Linked DNA regions of Mus musculus: region 2 is linked to region 1. Evidence: chromatin contacts called from public promoter capture Hi-C data. All regions are on one chromosome and are shown on one strand. Each heading gives the region's core, a stretch centred on a gene start, on an enhancer-like site or on the middle of the called end of the contact. The rest is flanking DNA. Distances are from core to core; before and after follow the strand shown.

What was found. Promoter capture Hi-C pulls out the DNA fragments that hold promoters and counts their contacts.
Region 2: a contact with region 1 is called in a promoter capture Hi-C map of hippocampal neurons, with 2.2 times the contacts expected there. The contact joins the enhancer-like site here to the promoter of Akap5 in region 1. A contact is called at or near these places in 8 of 39 promoter capture datasets (the 3T3-L1 cell line, 3T3-L1-derived adipocytes, HPC-7-derived erythroid cells and 4 more), 1 of 15 datasets of contacts at CTCF or cohesin (the NIH/3T3 cell line), 8 of 484 Hi-C or Micro-C datasets (CD4 T cells, the Patski cell line, Th1 cells and 4 more), 3 of 115 datasets of contacts at active chromatin or transcription factors (embryonic stem cells, extraembryonic endoderm stem cells and trophoblast stem cells) and 3 of 9 other capture datasets (adipose tissue, liver and pancreatic islet).

The regions. Positions count from the first base shown.
Region 1 is chr12:76,323,594-76,326,293 of GRCm38.p6, forward strand. Akap5 (A kinase (PRKA) anchor protein 5) reads left to right here and starts at 1,298. Exons shown (of 2, transcript NM_001101471.1): 1 at 1,298-1,396.
Region 2 is chr12:76,478,711-76,481,410 of GRCm38.p6, forward strand. No RefSeq gene overlaps it. Among named protein-coding and RNA genes, the nearest start is that of Gm10451, 36 kb to the left of the region's middle. Within about 2 kb of position 1,286, at least 59 of the 459 cell types and tissues checked have an H3K27ac peak or open chromatin away from gene starts, as enhancers often do. A contact at or near this core is called in adipose tissue, hippocampal neurons and trophoblast stem cells, where this site is marked.

The DNA of each region.
Region 1 (2,700 bases), core at 48-2,547:
TGGAGTACCACATCCATGCTGACAGGTGAGCACAGAACATGGCCCATGTGACATCTCATATCAGAACCGCGGCTGGATTACTGTTTCCTTTAGGACATCCCTTGGGGTCTGCTTACCTTGTTCCTCTCAAGTGGGGACGGAGATGAGGGTGCTCACTATTCCAGCCCCATTTGGAGCAAAGGGTATTTGCCTGGTGTGCACAGAGCCTGAGGTTTGGACATGGTGAAACAAGCCTGTCAGAGTGTGTGTGTGACTTACAGGGTCTCAGCTTGAAAACATCCCAAAGCCACAGGCCCTGAGCTGGGGAGGCCACACCTTTGTGTGCACAGAGCCATATTTGTGCTGGTTCCCACCTGAGCTGACACCTTCCTGTTCCAGAGTGAGGACTGTACCAGTACCAGGTTGAGGTTCTGTTTAGTGAGTTTATTTCTGTTTCTCACCATATATATATAATTTTCTCCATAGCCAGGTGCAGCTTCTGAGGTGGAGGTGGGTGAATCTCAGTGAGTTCAATACCAGGCTGGTTCACAATGAGTTTCAGGTCGGTCGTACAGAGCTACACAAATAAAATGTCTGCCAGTGGATGGTGGCACAGGCCTTTAATCCCAGTACTCTGGAGGCAGAGACAGGTGGATCCCTGTGAGTTTAAGGCCAGCCTGGTCTACAGAGTGAGTCCCAGGACAAGCAAGGCTACACAGACAAACCCTGTCTCGACAAAATAAATAAAATAAAATCCTCCCCCGGCCCCTTATTGTCTCTGTACTGTTATGAATCTTGCTTTTTAATTTTGTTTTTGCAAAAGATCCAGCTAGGGCTGGTTACAGGTGGTTGTGAGCCGCCTAATGTGGGTGTATGGGGATCGATCTTAAACCCCCTGGAAGAGAAATACGTGCTGTTCACCGCTGAGCCATCTTTCCCATCAATCTTTATCTGTAGATATGCTTTCTACCTTGTCTTTAATGTTCCAGGGGGGATTCACGGTGGGAGCCTTATAAATTCAAACAAGGTTTTTACGGATGTGCGTCTCAGGAAATGAGGGGTTTCTACCCTCTTGCAGTCCTCCTGCTTTGCTTTAGTGGTCCCTCCACCCTGGTCCTGATGTCTTTATGCAGCGGTGATGCGTCCGGGGCGGGAGCACGGAGGTCTCTCCCAGGCCGCTGGGCAGTCGGCTGGCAGGTGGCTGGCTGAGTTCACCCCGCCCCCGGCCCTAGCCCCGCCCCACTGCTCCACGCGCATTGGCGCGACCAGCTGTCTCTCTCCGCGCTGGGGAGGGGGCGCGCGGCTGCGGTCCCTCTGCAGAGGGCTGCGCGCTCCGCGGTCTCCGGGGCTCTCCGTTGTTTGGGCCCGTGCTCCTCGACCTCGGGAGCAGAGCTGGCCAGAGACCGCGACGATCTGGGTAAGTAGAGGCAAGACTAGAGGCTCTGGGTCAGAATCTGGTGCACTGAGCCCTGGTAACGGCGGCAGACCCCGGGTCCTGGTCACCAGATTGTGAGGGACACGACTGCAAGGTCGCCGATCCTCAGACGGCTCCAGGTGGGTGACCCTGGGCTGTTCTGCCGCCCGCTCGCTTCGCACGAGTTGCAGCTGCTGCTTTGGCACCGGCTGCCTACCTAACCCTTTTCCTTTAGGGGTTTTCTGGGGAACTGTGATTTTCGGCTCCGGGCTATGATAGTTCTGCAGATAGCTTGAAGCTGGGCTATCTATTCCACGCCCCCGGTATTTTCCTTTCTGAGCACTTTATCCTGAGCTCTGTCTCCTGCCATAGGGGCGTCAAGCTTGGAGAATCCTTCCTCCAGGAGGAAGCTTCGCGGTTCGTGTCTAGTGCTGGGAAGGGTTCCTTGCTCTGTTCAGATAGTGGTTGCTCTCTGTTGCTCAAGGGGAGAAGGGTGGTGGTTGTTTTCTGTGGTCTTGGACAGGAGATTCTGCCAGGAAAGGACAGCAGGGACTTTAAGGTTTCCAAGACAATAATGGTCCTCTCGAAGGTAAAGGTGAATCATTTGCAGTCTTAACACTCTGCAAAGTTTTAATGCCTGCAGGCTGCATCCTTTCCCTGCCTCGCCTACACTTGTTGGGGTGTTGATCTCTACAGTGATGTACATTAAAAGAAACCTCTCGTGCAACCATCTAGGCCATTTAGGTTAGTTTCAGAGACTTTCCGGAATATAATCTCATTTGAATATTTCTTCTATTAATACACACACTTAGAAGGAATGATCTCTAGAGCGCTGGAGGCTCAGGGAAAGAAGACGTGGAAGCCATTAAGACTGGGTTCTAGTTCTAGTGCTAGGGTGTGTGAGGAGAGACTGCAAATGTTATACTGGTCCCATCATTCTAGAATTTTATGTTTCTTTGTAGAAAGATGAAGCTTTCAATACTTACCCTTAAAAAAACAAAAGAAAAGCCTTAGCTCTTAAAACGGTTTTTCAGGGTTCCAGTTCTACAGAGAATTGGGAACTGGTACCCAAGTGAAAGCTCTGTGAAGAATATGCATGAAAGGCTCCCCTGCGCCTAACTCAGGGCTCAGCACCTAAAATGCACGGAGCTGTTGTTAGCTAGTCATTCCAGGTCCTCATTCCTTAAGCCTTGCCATTCTGTGGACTATTACTTTTTTTGGTGGCACTGGGGCTCAAACCCAGAATCTTGTGGCACGTTAGGCCAATGTTCTGTCACTAAGCTATGTGTCAGTTTAGTTTTACATGT
Region 2 (2,700 bases), core at 36-2,535, 160 kb after region 1:
CCAGATGTTCTGACTAGATTCCAACTTCCTGAGTTCCCAGTGCTTCCCAGAGCTTCTGGTGAAGTTCTCGTCCACCCCAGGACATTCCGATTCCCCCCCCCCCCCCCCCCCGCTGAGAAATAAGAAAACAACATCGCTTCCCTGAGGGCGGTGAGCTCCATCCCTGAGCATTGGAATCTCCATTTTTGGAAAACTGTTTACCAGGGTGTAAGACTCGGAAAGGAAATGTGTCCATGAGCCTCCTGGGAAAGACTAAGACCTCAACAAGTCTGCTGCGCTCCTCAGCTTCTGAGAGGCTCGTTCTGATTAAACACCGACTTGAAATAAAAGCATATGTGCTCAGAAGTCAAGGATGTGAGGGACATAACAGAGAAATGTGCCACCAACCCCCTCAGACCAGTCCCCCAACTTTCCAGTGGCTATCAATACTTTGTCCCTTGTTTTCCTCATCACCTCTCTCGGTTTGTTTTATTTTTGTCAATAGAGCTGAAACTGGCAAACCATAACTCACTCCGTGGGCCAAATGCAGCCTGCTTCCTGCTTTATAAATAAAGCTTTACTGGAATACAGCCATGCCCACTCCTGTACATGTTATCTCTATCTGCTTTTGCTCGGCACCCCGAAGGCTGAAGAACTGTGACAAACTTGTTGCTTACAGATTCCACTAGGTGCCTCCAGGGACCTAGCAAAGGCTTATGTCATCACATGCCGCAGGGTCCAGATGCACCAGGTGTGGGATCTCCCTCTCTCTGTCCTTCTCTGTGACCCATCCTCTTTTCTCTGCCTTCATGGCTCTGCTCCTATTTGTCTGTCTGTCTACATGTCTATCCATCTGCCTCTACGCTTTCTCCAGGTCCTCCTTCCTCTCCCCTTCCCCCAATAAACCTCCTTATACCAGATCTGTTGCATGGGGTAATTATTCAGGGGCACACCTTGGCACCGGTCTGCAGGTACTCCCTCACCATAAGACAAACCATGTGGCCTTCAACAGCTAAAATGTGAGCTATTTAGTCCTTTCCAAAAAGAAAAGAAAAGAAAAGAAACTTGTCAACTCTTACATTAGAAATTTAAAGTGGGGACTGGAGAGATGGCTCAGTGATTAAGAGCACTGACTGCTCTTCCAAAGGTCCTGAGTTCAATTCCCAACAGCCACATGGTGGCTCACAACCATCTGTAATGGGTTCCGATGCCCTCTTCTGGGGTGTCTGAAGACAGCTACACTGTACTCAAATATACATAAATAAATCTTTAAAAAAGAAAGAAATGCAAAGTGACTGCTAGGCATGATGTCATCTCACAAGCATGTTCCAGGGAGATCTTGCTTTGGCACTAGAATCAAGAGCCAATGAGCTCTGAGCATTACTGTGTTCTTTTTTTGTACCCATGTCTGAGATGGCCTGAGAAACTTGGCTGCATCTGTGTAACCTCAGTAAAGCTGGCTGTGGTGCCCAGGGCTTTTCTTACCTATTGATACATAGCAAATGACGCTGAAGACTTACAGGTTTTCAAGAAGAGTAAGAATTTGTCATCTCACACAGTTCTGGCATTTGGGAGTGGCTCCGTTGAGCAGTTCTGGCTCAAGAGTCTTGGCGGGGGCTAAAGGATGTCCTCACATACTTGACAAGTTACTCTGACTGTGGGGGAGGCTTGCTTGCTACAATACAGATTCCTTCATGAGACTATTCAGGTTTCCTCACAATACAACAGACTCCCCTGAGGGCAGATGATCCCATAGACCAAGGTGGAGGTCATGATGAGGGGGACAGCCTCAGAATTTCCCTTCCCCCTTTCTGCAACAGTCAGTCATAACACACCACCTCCCAGTTCAGTGCAGAAGCGACAGCATGATGCTAGCAAGATCCACTAGGGCTTTCTTGGATGCTGGCTGCTGCATGCTGCAGTCTCAGCATGAGATTACGTCCAGAAGAAATACCAACCTGAGATCTGAGAGTTCAGGGAATGCAACAGAAGGATTTACAGAAATCTACACAAGGTACAGGTATAAGGAATTGCACTACAGAGTACCCAGTCAAATCCACCAGTTTCCCCAGTTCCCACTCCTCACAGCACTAGCCCCCCCCCCCCCCCAAAAATCTCCTTTCTGGGCCTGTGTGGTGCTTTGAAGATGCTTGGCCCAGGAAGTAGCACTATTGGAGGTGTGGCCTTGTTAGAGTAGGTGTGGCCTTGTTGGGAGAAGTGTGTCACCTTGGGAGTGGGCTTTGCAACCCTCCTCCTAGCTAACTGGAAGACAGTCTTCTCCTGGTGGCTTTTAGATGAAGATATAGAACCTTCAGCTCCTCCTGGTCCATACCAGTCTGAATGGTGCCATACTCCCACCCTGATGATAACAGACTAAACCTCTGAACCTGTAAGTCAGCTCCAATTAAATGTCCTAAATTTATAAGAGTTGCCTTGGTCATGGTATCTGTTGACAGCAGTAAAACCCTAACTAAGACAGAAGTTGGTACCAGGGACTCCAGGATTGCTGTGATAGACATGGCCATGCTTTTGTTTGGAGGAATGTAGATTGTGAGACTTTGGATTTGGAAAGCCAAGGAATGTTTTAAGTGGGGCTTAATGAACCATCCTAGGAATAGGGAAGAGATTGGTGCTGAGGATGATTTGGACTGTGCAGACCTGGCCCGGAGAAGAATGTTAGTATGTATGGCCTAGAGACTGTTATTGTGATATTTTGGAGAA